2 separate regions of the Pan troglodytes genome follow, and region 1 is linked to region 2. The links are chromatin contacts, called in public Hi-C maps. All regions are on one chromosome and are shown on one strand. Each heading gives the region's core, a stretch centred on a gene start, on an enhancer-like site or on the middle of the called end of the contact. The rest is flanking DNA. Distances are from core to core; before and after follow the strand shown.

Region 1 (5,905 bases), core at 1,552-4,051, 420 kb after region 2:
TTTCAGGAAGGGCCGGGCCCATCAGGGGCTAGCACTGGGTACCCAGTCGGGGACTCTAGGGGAAGCAGTGTTGCACAGCTTTGGGGGCATTAGTTACAGGCTTCTTAGGAGCCTAGGCTAGCTGCTTCAGGCTGCATCTCCTCTCCCTCTCCTCCTTTTCCCATCCCTTTTGATTTCTCTTTGATCATTTCAAAGCCTCTGGAGATCTGCCCGGAGGTACAGCACATCCTCCTGGAAAATCTTGCTCTTTCCCCTTCCTCCCCCTTTGGAGCAGGCTGCATTTTTCCCGATGTGGGCTCATTTTTCTTATTTTTCTTTTCTTTTCTTTCTTTCTTTTCTTTTCTTTTTTTTTTTTTTTTTGAGACGGAGTCTCATTCTGTTGCCCAGGCAGGAGTGCAGTGGTGCAATTTCAGCTCACTGCAAGCTCTGCCTCCCAGGTTCACGCTATTCTCGTGTCTCAGCCTCCCGAGTTGTTGGGGCTACAGGCACCCGCCACCACTCCCAGCTAATTTTTGTATTTTTAGTAGAGACGCGTTTTCCCCATGTTGGCCAGGCTGGTCTCAAACTCTTGACCTTAGGTGATCCGCCTGCCTCGGCCTCCCAAAGTGCTGGGATTACAGCGTAAGCCACGATGCCCAGCCGAGGTGGGCTCATTTTTCTCATTAAGTGGCATTTATAATGCAACCACATTCTCTGGAAGGTTGCTGAAACCCCCCCTCAGGTAAATTTCTGAAGTGTGTAGTGTGGGAGGGGCAGGTGATTGACTTTAGGCAAATCCCTTAACTTCTCTGGGTTTTAGTGTTTTCATCTGCAGAGTGGGAGAATATCCAGTCCCCCTGCTGTGCAGAGATAGGGAATGTGTGTTGAAAAGCATGTTTTCCATCCTGGTTCTCAAAGGTGTGTGTGTCGGGTCCCTTGGAGGGTTTGTTAAATGCCGATGGCTGGGCCCCACCCCAGAGCCTCCTCTCCAGGAGGCCAACAGGCCTGAGAATGTGCATTTCTCACGAATTCCCCAGTGATGCGGATGCTGCTGGCTGTGGGACCCAGGACCACACTGAGAATCGCTGCTCTGTTAAAAATCCAGGCAATGTGGGACGGACTTACAGTCTTTATGTGAGAGGAACAACTTTTAAAAAAAATTTTTAATATTTTTAATAGAGTTTCACTCTGTTGCTCAGGCAGGAGCGCAGTAGTGCCGTCATGGCTCACTGCAGCCCCAAACTCCTGGGCTCAAGTGATCCTCCCATCTCAGCCTCCTGAGTAGCTGGGACTACAGGCGTGTGCCACCATACCTGGCTAATTTTTAAATTTTTTGTAGAGATGGGGTCTTGCTATGTTGCCCAGTTTGGTTTCAAACTCCTGGCCTTAAGTGATCTGTCCACCTGGGATCCTAGGCATGGATTACAGGCGTGAGCTACTGTGCCTGGCTGACTTATTTATTTTTATTATTTTTAATTAGGGGTCCCAGCAGTGGCAGCGGTGGTGGCGGTTTGTGTGTGTTAGGGGGTTTGTCAAAGTGAGATTCCTGTGTGCAGCTTCAAGAATCAAGTCTCGGGCCGGGTGCAGTAGCTCACACCTGTAATCCCAGCACTCTGGGAAGCCAAGGAGGGTGGATTACCTGAGGTTGGGAGGGCAAGACCGTCCTGGCTAACACGGTAAAACCCGTCTCTACTAAAAATACAAAAACTTAGCCAGGTGTGGTGGCACATGCTTGTAATCCCAGCTACTCAGGAGGCTGGTGCAGGAGTATCGCTTGAACCTGGAAGGTAGAGGTTCCTGTGAGCTGAGATCACACCATTGTATTCCAGCCTGGGCAACAAGAGCAAAACTCCATCTCAAAAAAAAAAAAAAAAAAGTCTAGTCTCTGAGAAGGCTTTGGGCTCCACCCAGGTCCTGATGCTACAGTGGGGACCAGGCCCCCTGGGCATGGTGGCCTCCTGCTTGGTGCTGTGGCTCTGAGCTAAAGCCTCTCCCTCCCCTGCAGGAACCAGGCTGTGCGCATCCAGGAGGGCCGGTACCGCCACCCCGGCTGCTACACCTGTGCCGACTGTGGGCTGAACCTGAAGATGCGCGGGCACTTCTGGGTGGGTGACGAGCTGTACTGTGAGAAGCATGCCCGCCAGCGCTACTCCGCACCTGCCACCCTCAGCTCTCGGGCCTGAGCCCGCCATGCCCTCAGCCTGCCTCACTGCTGGGCCAGGGTCATGCCTATATAAGTTGGCATGGCAGGGACAATGGTGGGCAGTTACTCTTACATGAGCTAAGTTTGGAGACCTGAGGCCCCTTTGTCCTCGCTGGGTGGGCCAAGGTCTGGGACCTGTCTTGGACTGTGGGAGACTCACCCTCACCTTGCCAGGCCTCTCCCCTGCAGGACTGGCATTGCACTAGTCTGAGGTGGCCACTGCCTTTGATCAACCTTTGTGTGCCAGGGTCTAAGTAGGGTCGAACACAGAAGTGGGAAGGAGAGGGGTGGGCCAGGGGCTAATGGTGTCACTGTGTAAAGTTTTTGACATACTAGCTCTATAAATATATGAATATGGACAAAATAAAGTAGATGTCCCTTCCTTCTTTTTCCTACCGCCAGCCCTGGGTATGACCTGCTCCCACCACTGGGTGGAGGGTCTTTATTTATGCAACATACGTTTCTTCTTCTTTTCCCTCCCTCAAATCCCACCCCTGCCAGTTGCCTGCACCTGACATTTCCCATGGAAGGGCCTTGCCTCTTTTAGGTTGGGAATCATGTCATTCCTTAACCTTTTTGTAAAGATGCCCGTTTTACAGGAGGACGCTTGTGCTATGGAGGGAATGAGATTGTCACTGGAAGCTTTGGAGGGGATGGTGGAGGGCGCCAAGCGGAGGGACAGGAGGAAGACCAGGAGACCCATCCAGCCAAGCTGGTGAGACAACCTCTGATCCTGAGGACCGGCCGCCCACCAAGGGTTGGGCCCCCGGGGCCAGGTTGATCTACCGACACCTTCCACTTCTTTCCTGGGAGACTCTGCTGGCTTCATTGGTGATTGATTTGGAGGGGGGAAAAAGGGCAGGGTGGCTCAGGCTTTAGGCCCAGGTACTGGGGAGGCCTGAGGAGCCCTTGAGCTCAGGAGGCCGAGGCTGCCTTAAGCTGTGATCATGCCACTGCATTCCAGCTTGGGAGAGAGAGAGGACCTGTCTGTTGAAAAAAACACAAAAACAAATGAATGCATGTGGCCAGTGCCAGGTGAGCTGCCCTGGGGGTTCACTGGAGTTGAGGCAGGGGACAGTAGTCTCCCCTGCTAGCCTAGGATTTTGGGCGTGATTCACCCACTACCCCTAGTGCTAGTCCCAGAGGATGCTGCGGAGGGGGCAGCCTCAGCTCTCTTTTCAGAGAAGATCAAAGCTGGGCTTCCCAGGGTGCCTGGCTGGTCCCTGCCGGCAGCTTTGTGCTCTCCGGCTCTTTGTGGAAGGAATCTTGGCGCAGATGTTTGTGTTGCCTCCTCAGGCACCTGTAGATATAATTTACACCATGATATCATTGTCTCACCTTTTGCCTGGGTGGCTGCCTGAGAAAGGTCTTTCTTTTTATAGAAAAGATCAAGGCTGTCTGGCACGGGACTCCATGAGCCCCAGGCGCTGGTCAGAAACGGGGTAGTCTCTTTGGCGCCACCTAGTGTCCAGTTTGGCCCATGGCGGGGCCCATTCACGGGGCAACACTGGGCTTCTGGGCACAGCGGGAATACGGAAAGATACAGCACTCCTCATGCCTTCCTCGAGGTAGAAGGCCAGTGGCAGCGACTGAGCTGGCATGAATGAATAAGAGGATGTGGCACTGAGCGCCAAGGGCTACCTTGGAACGCACCGAGGAGCGTCCCGTGAGTTCAAAGCAGTGGCCGTGATGCAAAAGGAGGGCTGGGTCTTGGAGACGTGAAGAGGAATGCTGAGTGATGGGGTGGCTGCTGGGGGGATGCTTAGCTCAGAGCAGTGGCTGATGGGGACACTGAGATAAGATCGGAGGGGAGCTGTCAATGCCAGAAGTGGTTTGAACTTCCCCTTGAGGCTCTAGGGACATTTTGTTTTGAGACATGGTCTTGCTCTATTGCCCAGGCTGGAGTGCAGTGGTACAATCTTAGCTCACTGCAGCCTCCACCTCCCAGGCTCAAGAGATCCTCCCACAGCCTCCCAAGTAGCTGGGACTACAGGCGTGCACCACCACACCCAGCTAATTTTTAAGTTTTTTTTTTTTTAAGAGATGGGGTCTCACTATGTTGCCCAGGCTGGTCTCGAACTTCGGGCCCCAAGCCATCCTCCCACCTTGGCTTTCCAAAGTGTTGGGATTACAGGCGTGAGCTAACCTTGCCCAGCCTCTGGGAACACTTGGAAGGTTTTAAGCAGAGAAGTGACAGGTTGGAAAAGATGGTTTGGATTATTGATATGGACAGATTCCCACCTGTATGTAGCACGCCATGCTGGGCCAGCAGTGTCATAGGAGTGGAGGGGGAGAAGTGGGGACTGGGGACATGTGAAATGATGGGCATTCCAGTGAGGCGTCGAATGCCTTCTGAGGGCTTTGTAGGTTCCAGCTCAAATCCCCCTCTGGCCCTTGTTCTTTGGTGTGGCAGCCATCTCTCCTCCCAGGGGTCCTGAGGGTTTCAGCACCAGGGTTCTCTGCAGCCACACAATCAGCCCGGCTTGGGAGCAAACTCCCCTGGAAGAACGGAGTTATGAGTTGGTCAGCAGAGGAGGCTGGGGACAGGCAGTCTTTGGTCTTTTACCTCTGATCTTGTCCCCAACCTAAGCCAGCTAGCTGCGTGCTCCCACTCCCTCTGCCGCACGCCGCCCGTCTATGTTCCCGGACTTTGTCCAGTGCAGTGCCCTCTTCCCTTCCTGCACTGAGGAGATTAACTGAAGTGACAGATTAGAGTTAGAAGTGGCCCAAAGGAGCATCTGGTACAACCCCCTTTGGTTAGAGAAGGGAAAGTGACTTTTCCAAAGCTGCACAGCTAGCCAGTCATAATGGCTAAGCTCTGGGGGTGCTTTTGATGTGCTAGGGATACTTCCAATGCTTTAACTCACTTAATCCTCACAACCCGAGATAGGTACTGTTACCATCCTCTCTGCAGATGAAGAAACTGAGGACCAGGAGGTTCAGTAAATGGTCCAAGTACTCCTAGCTAGTAAGGAATGGATCTACAGCCTGCCTCCCAGGTTTCTGGCTTGTGGGGGGCAGAGTTTGTCCCTCTGTCATCAGAGGCAGCCTTCCAGGCACAGCTCTGGTCACCTCTGGTCACAACTGGAGGTCACCACAGCCCTCCCCAGCGCTCTGTAGGCTCTCAGCTTTGTGCTTCCTCCCATGGGTACTAGCTCCAGCTGAGCTTGCAGGAAACCCACTTCCTGAAGCCAGGACTTCCCCATGGGAAGTGCAGGGGCCACTGGGCAGCCTGATGGCTGACTCTGCTCAGGACACTGTCTGTCTCAGGAACTCATGGCAGTGGTTTACCTTGTCAGGAGTGCGTGGACGGGCTGCCCCTCCCATTCCTTCAAGCATCACTCAGAGAGCCCTGGCCTGGCTCTAGGCTTGGGGCTGCGGCTGCCACAGGAAGGGGGCATCCCCCTACTTTGGGTGTTGGGTCAGATCCTGCCCCCCTGCCCGCCAGGGCTCAGGTTCCTCTGAGCTGGTCCTGGGCCAGGACGCATCTGCATGGCGGTGGTGGGGAGGAGGGGTGCGCCATGGCCTGGAGGGGAGTGTGTGTTGGGGTGTGTGTGTGGAGGTTCTTTTGAGTCACACACAAAGCATTGTGCTGAGACACTGCATTCCTGCTGGCTGGGCTTCCTGTTTCCAGATGCATTCCTGTCCCAGAGTCACCACAGAGACTGTTTGGAATCCCGCCCCACATTCTCCAAATTCAGGGCGCGATCTGGCAAAGGCTCC
Region 2 (6,124 bases), core at 3,183-5,682:
AGGGATGCTTTATTCTTATCCTTGATTGTGGTCCAAACTCCTAAAAACCCATGTGGTACTTGTGCATGGATACAGGAATGGGAGGGATGAGGGCCTGGGCTGTGTCTGTTCTTTCCAGTCCCTTACTGCTCTGTAGAAGGGTGAAAGCTCCTCACTGCCAGTGCTGATGTTTGAGACATGGTCCTGAGAGCACACAAATAGCCCTCCCCTTCCCAAAGGGCAGGGGCAGGGATTCTTTCTTCTTTTTTTCTGTCTTTTTTTTTTTTTTGAGACAGGGTCTCAGTCTGTTACCTAGGCTAGAACGCAGTGGCACCATTTCGGCTCACTGCAACCTCTACCTCCTGAGTTCAAGCAATTCTCGTGCCTCAGCCTCCCAAGTAGCTGGGACCACAGGCATGCAACACCACGCCTGGCCAATTTTTTATATTTTTAGTAGACACGGGATGTCACGGTGTTGGCCAGGCTGGTCTCGAACTCCTGGCCTCAAGTGATCTGTCCTCCCTGGCCTCCCAAAGTGCTGGGATTACAGGCGTAAGCCACTATACCAAAGGGCAGGGATTCTTATTGAGGGTCTGCTCTGGGAACACTGTAGTGTGCCTGAAGTTGTCCTGTCCAGCTTGAGGGAAGATCCTGATGTGGGCACCTTATGGAATAAAGTACCCCAGAGGGCAGGTGGCATTGGAGGGTGACCTGGTGGCCTGCTAACAAGTAAGGCTCATGTGACCTTAGTGGGGACTAGTAGGTATGGCACAACGGAAAGCTGCATGGAGGGGTCCCCTGCTAACCCACCAGGTGACTTTGGCCAAAGCTTTGGCCTTAGTTTCCTCATCTGTCAAATACAATACAACACTTGTCCACATGCCTTAGAGCTCCTATGTCAAATGCAAACATGAATTTGGGAAATCAAAAGAAGGCATAGAGTTCTGAATGCTCCACAAATGTCAAGGTTTATTCAATGAGAAGGGATATTTTCCTAATCTCAGATCCCCACAATTCCTAGAAAATGAGTACACCTTTGTTCTCTTTTACGATTATTGTCAATTCTTGCTATTTATGGAAGTTATAGAATAACTTTATAGTTACTCTGTACAGTCACTGAAAACATTAGCAAATACTGACCCATTGCTCCTAGGGAAAATACAGGGTCAGGTTCCTTCAAGCCTCTGGTCACAACATTTTTGTCAACTGATCAGTGCATCACCTTGTTTTATGAGTGTTTCTTTTTAAAGACACCTTACTTAATATGGAGCTGATTCATTAACATTGAACTCATGACCAACAGCACTCTAACTCATGCCTCAAAGAAGCTTACCTAGCACACGTATGTTCTCTGTGAGGCATATCACAGCCTTCTTGCCCTTGGGAACACCAGAGAGCACTTCAGCATTATGCTCAGGGGCTGTTTTAAACAGCGAAACCCTCAACAAAGCGCACAAAAACACAAAAAACAGGGCACTTTCACTAGACCTCAAAAAGGACACTTGGTTACACAATGGGAGCCGAAAGCAGAAGGCGGAGCGTTGCCTTATTCCACCTCAGCTGGGAACATGCATGTTGGGTGACTGAAATTTTTCACTGCTCTGCAGATGTCCACAAATGACCGTGAAAGCCCTGAGAGTATTGATTTTGGGGACTACGAATAAATTTTAGCCAGTAGACAAATTTGCAAGCACAGAATCCATGAAAAATGAGGTTTGACTATGCTTTTGCTTTCCTCCTCTTTCCCTCCACTCACTAGTCACCATGACTTCCTCTCTCAGTTGCAGGAAACACTTCTACCCCCAGCTGCCAGAGCACCAACGGGCAGCCTCAGAGGGGAGCCTGTGGGAGATGGAGAGGTAGATCCCGTAGCCGGCGGGCGGCGACGTCCCGACCAGAGCGTGTGTGGCCCGATGGGGTCATCCCCTTTGTCATTGGGGGAAACTTCACTGGTGAGCGTGCTATTGTGGGTCCCAGAGTGTAACCAGCTTCCAGGCCTGGCCTTGCGGCAGCCCTGCCAGGCACGGAGGCGTGGGTGCCACCTGCAGCCCGAGTGCCCACACATTCCTTTCCAGGCAGTCTGCTCTCAGAATGGCTGTGACTCTTCAGTGGTGGGTAGGGGGTGGGACTGCCTGAACACCGTGGCAACCTGGCTTCCTTCCTCCTGGCAGGTAGCCAGAGGGCAGTCTTCCGGCAGGCCATGAGGCACTGGGAGAAGCACACCTGTGTCACCTTCCTGGAGCGCACCGACGAGGACAGCTATATTGTGTTCACCTATCGACCTTGCGGGTGAGCAGGAAGCCCTAGGCGCTGCACCTTCCGCCATTGCCCCAACCCAGGTTCTGCCCTGGGCCCTGCCACTGCCCCCAGCTGGGCACAGCCTTGGGTCCCTTTGTCCCCTCCTGCTATGGGGCATCTACCCAGGAACTGCCCCTTGTGCGGCTGTGACCTCCAGCACACAGCCTGGGCACTCGGTGCTCAGGGCCCCCCACTCCCCTTCGCTCCCCTGCCGCCCCGCCCCCGGCAGCCTGGCCCCGCCCCTGAGTGGATGCACTCCCCCAGCTCGGGACCGCCCCCCTGAGCTGGCCCCGCCCTCCAGGTGCTGCTCCTACGTGGGTCGCCGCGGCGGGGGCCCCCAGGCCATCTCCATCGGCAAGAACTGTGACAAGTTCGGCATTGTGGTCCACGAGCTGGGCCACGTCGTCGGCTTCTGGCACGAACACACTCGGCCAGATCGGGACCGCCATGTTTCCATCGTTCGTGAGAACATCCAGCCAGGTAGGTACCTGCCCCTCGGTGCGGCCTTGGTGGGCGGCTCCCGCCCCAGCCCCCACCTCCAGGACCCCTGGGGGCAGTGGCAGCCGCTCCAGCCAGCCGTCGCCTGGGCCCGCAGAGCTGCCCACAGCCTGGGTTGAGCCAGCCCCTGCCCTTGAGGCATTTCCTCCTCCGTGGCAGATCAAGGACCCGCATCTGTGGAGCTCCTCTGGGAGGCTGGGCCAGGTCCTGGTCCTGGACAGCGGTAGCCCGGGCAGCCTCTAGGGTGGGGCATGGGCGTAGTGGGCCGTCCTGGGGACTGCTCAGGCCTTTCTCCCCACCTTTGCCCACTATCTGCCCTCTGCCTGGTCTGCCCTCTGAGGGCTTTTCTCTCATTTTCTCGATGTCTCTGTCCCTCCCCTCCCGCCTCCTCCCTCTCTCCCAGGCGTTCTCCACTCTTCACTGCTCCTTCTCAGCTGTGGCTCTAGAAATGGTGCTTCCTTCCCATGTTCCCTTGAGTCCTCCATTCACCAGGCCCTCTGCTGGACGGGACTCTTCCTGAGACCCTCCCCATTCCCCAGGCTCCCCTTGGCTGCTCCCCGGACCCTCAGGTAGGGGGACTCTCTCAGATACAGGAAGGACTCCATTCCCTGCCCTGGAAAGTGAGCGTTGCATCCCAGGCAGACCCACCCCCTCCTCTCCCCCCACACCCTTTTCCTGATCTTGGCAGGGCAGGAGTATAACTTCCTGAAGATGGAGCCTCAGGAGGTGGAGTCCCTGGGGGAGACCTATGACTTCGACAGCATCATGCATTACGCTCGAAACACATTCTCCAGGTGGGAGACGGGATTGGGGCTGGGCCTCTGCTCGGGCAGCCCCACCCTGCCCTCTGTAGGCTATTCTCCTCCTGCCTCCCACTTCTGGGGCAGTGACCCAGGAAAAGAGTGGCCCTCTGGGGGGCTGTGGCCTCCAAGCAGAGGGTCCGTGGATGTTGCCTGCCCTCCTGTCCTCTTCCACGGGTGGGTCTGTGGCAGGGCCTTACCACCGTGTGCACCCAGGGTACCTGGCGGAGGAGGCTGAACCCAGCCACTCTGCAAGCCAGGCAGTGTGGGGTAGCCCCAAACTATCAGCCCAAAGGGTGCTGAGCTTTTATTTGTGGGCCATTTGTTTGTTTTTGTTTTTGTTTGAGACAGGATCTTGCTCTATCACCTAGGCTGGAGTGCAGTGGCACAGTCATGGCTCACTGCAGCCTCAAACTCCTAGGCTCAAGGAATCGTCCCGTCTCAGCCTCCTGAGTAGCTAGGATGACAGGCACACGCCACCGTGCCTTTTTTTTAGAGATGGGGTCTCACTATATTGCCCAGGCTGGTCTCGAACTCCTGGGCTCAAGGGATCCTCCCACCTCGGCCTCCCAAAACGCTGAGATTACAGGCGCGAGCCACCATGCTCAGCCATTCCTTTTTAATTAGTCTGCTTTTTTTGTAATTGGCCAGTTTGCACGAAGCCTGACCCCTGCCCTGGACTAGCCCCCATGCCCAGCTCCGAAGCACATCCTCCTTATCTGAGGCCCAGGTCCCCAGAAGCCACAACCAGAGCCCTCAAAGGTGGTGGCCCAGCCTCCCCTCCCCCAAGATTCTCCTTAGCAGAGTGTGGGAAATGGCACCTCCCTCCTCCTCAAACTCCTTCCTGGCCTGGCCATTCCCAGGCCTGGTGCTTTGCTCATCCTCTGTCTGTGTCCCAGACAGTGGCCCTGCCCCCTCTTCTCAGTGCTTCTACCCGATCTGCTCTTCCTGCCTGCAGACCTGCAGGAACAGAGACCAAGGAAGGGTGGTGAGGTCATTCTGCCCCCCACACCCACAGACCCGGCCTTACATTTCCCACCACATCCCACCCCACCCCCTGCTGTGATCCACCCAGCTGGGTGTGAGTCAGGGGCCCTGGGGAGGTGGAGGGCTGCCTGCCTCCCCTTCACTCTGCTCCTCCCAGTGCAAACACCCAGGATTCAGCAGGGAGGAATGGCCAGGACAGGAGACACTGATAGATTGGGAGCTGGTGGGGCTGTCCCCGGGGCTTGGTCTGGCTGCAGTGGAATCTGCCTTTGGCCTTGTTCCAGGTGCTTTCAGATGCAGCCTGTGCCAGCAGGGTGAGGAGCTGGCCTGGGGAGTCCTGGGAGAAGTTTAATTAGGGCTGGAGCAGCATGAGGGGCTGCAGAAGCAGGGGCCCAGTGGGGCTGGAGAGAGATGACCCGCTAGGGGCCTGTAGCTTTCCTGGGGCTGGGAGTTGTGGCCAGCCTGAGCTGGGAGCACCAGTGGGTCCAAGGGCACCCTGGACCTGCATCCCTGACCTCCCAAAGTGTTCCTGGGGCTCCCCCGACTCCTGTGGTGTGGCTGCCACGGAGCAGGGTGGCTGCTGGTCAGTGGGTAGCATAATGACAGGGTGAGACGTCTCCACCCGGCCCTGACCCTGCTGAGGAATGTCTGAGCTCCAGCAGGGTCGTGACTTGTGGGTACATATGGGCATGCCACCCACTCCCTGCCCACTGTGCATGAGACACTCACCCTTACTTTTCTCCCTCTTCTTCAGGGGCATCTTCCTGGATACCATTGTCCCCAAGTATGAGGTGAACGGGGTGAAACCTCCCATTGGCCAAAGGACACGGCTCAGCAAGGGGGACATTGCCCAAGCCCGCAAGCTTTACAAGTGCCCAGGTCAGGGCAGAGAAGGGATGGGTGAGGGCGTGGAGGGCAGGGCCTGAGGGAGGCAGAGGCCAGGTGCCTGGTGCCACCAAGAAGGCTTAGGCTGCAAGTCTTAGAGAAGGGTGTGGCGGGGGAGGGGACCCCATAGGAGGGGCAGTGTCCAAGTGAAGGAGGCCGCTGGGGGTAGGCTCAGGTGGGTGGTCAGAAGCTGAGCCGCCACCTTCTGAGGGTCTGTAGGGGCGGAAGTGGGGAGAACAGCAATCCTAGGAGAGGGAGGTGGCACGGAGCCCCACCAAGGGAGCTTGACCTTAGCTCTGGAACCCATATTGCCTTCACAAACAGGGCAGCACTGGGCTGGGAGGTAGGATGGCGTGTGCTGTATGTGAGGCAGGGGGGTGGATCTTACAGGGGCAGGACCATTGCAGACACCCTCCCACTCCTCAGGCATTCTCCCCTCCCCCAGAGGATGCCAAGGTTCAGGGGTGGGTGAGCCAGAAGATGGGGGGATTTGGCACCTGCAGCCCTGCCCTGTCATTTCCTTTCCTCACAGCCTGTGGAGAGACCCTGCAAGACAGCACAGGCAACTTCTCCTCCCCTGAATACCCCAATGGCTACTCTGCTCACATGCACTGCGTGTGGCGCATCTCTGTCACACCCGGGGAGAAGGTATGTGTGGGCTCAGCCTCTGAGCCTCC

The links. Hi-C and Micro-C count contacts between places; a contact is called where the count stands out from the background.
Region 1: a contact with region 2 is called in a Hi-C map of stem cell-derived neural progenitor cells, with 2.0 times the contacts expected there. The contact joins the promoter of C7H8orf58 here to the enhancer-like site in region 2. A contact is called at or near these places in 1 of 7 Hi-C or Micro-C datasets (stem cell-derived neural progenitor cells) and 1 of 1 datasets of contacts at active chromatin or transcription factors (stem cell-derived excitatory neurons).

Annotation. Positions count from the first base shown.
Region 1 is chr7:30,920,847-30,926,751 of NHGRI_mPanTro3-v2.0_pri, forward strand. It overlaps C7H8orf58 (chromosome 7 C8orf58 homolog), which reads left to right and starts at 2,802. Exons shown (of 7, transcript XM_063816948.1): 1 at 2,802-2,897. It overlaps PDLIM2 (PDZ and LIM domain 2), which reads left to right. Exons shown (of 9, transcript XM_016959209.3): 9 at 1,985-2,550. The coding sequence ends at 2,058.
Region 2 is chr7:30,503,854-30,509,977 of NHGRI_mPanTro3-v2.0_pri, forward strand. BMP1 (bone morphogenetic protein 1) reads left to right here. Exons shown (of 21, transcript XR_010159434.1): 3 at 1,761-1,931; 4 at 2,151-2,268; 5 at 2,579-2,757; 6 at 3,464-3,569; 7 at 5,317-5,441; 8 at 5,980-6,095. Among named protein-coding and RNA genes, the nearest start is that of BMP1, 12 kb to the left of the region's middle. Within about 2 kb of position 4,433, at least 3 of the 24 cell types and tissues checked have an H3K27ac peak or open chromatin away from gene starts, as enhancers often do. A contact at or near this core is called in stem cell-derived neural progenitor cells, where this site is marked.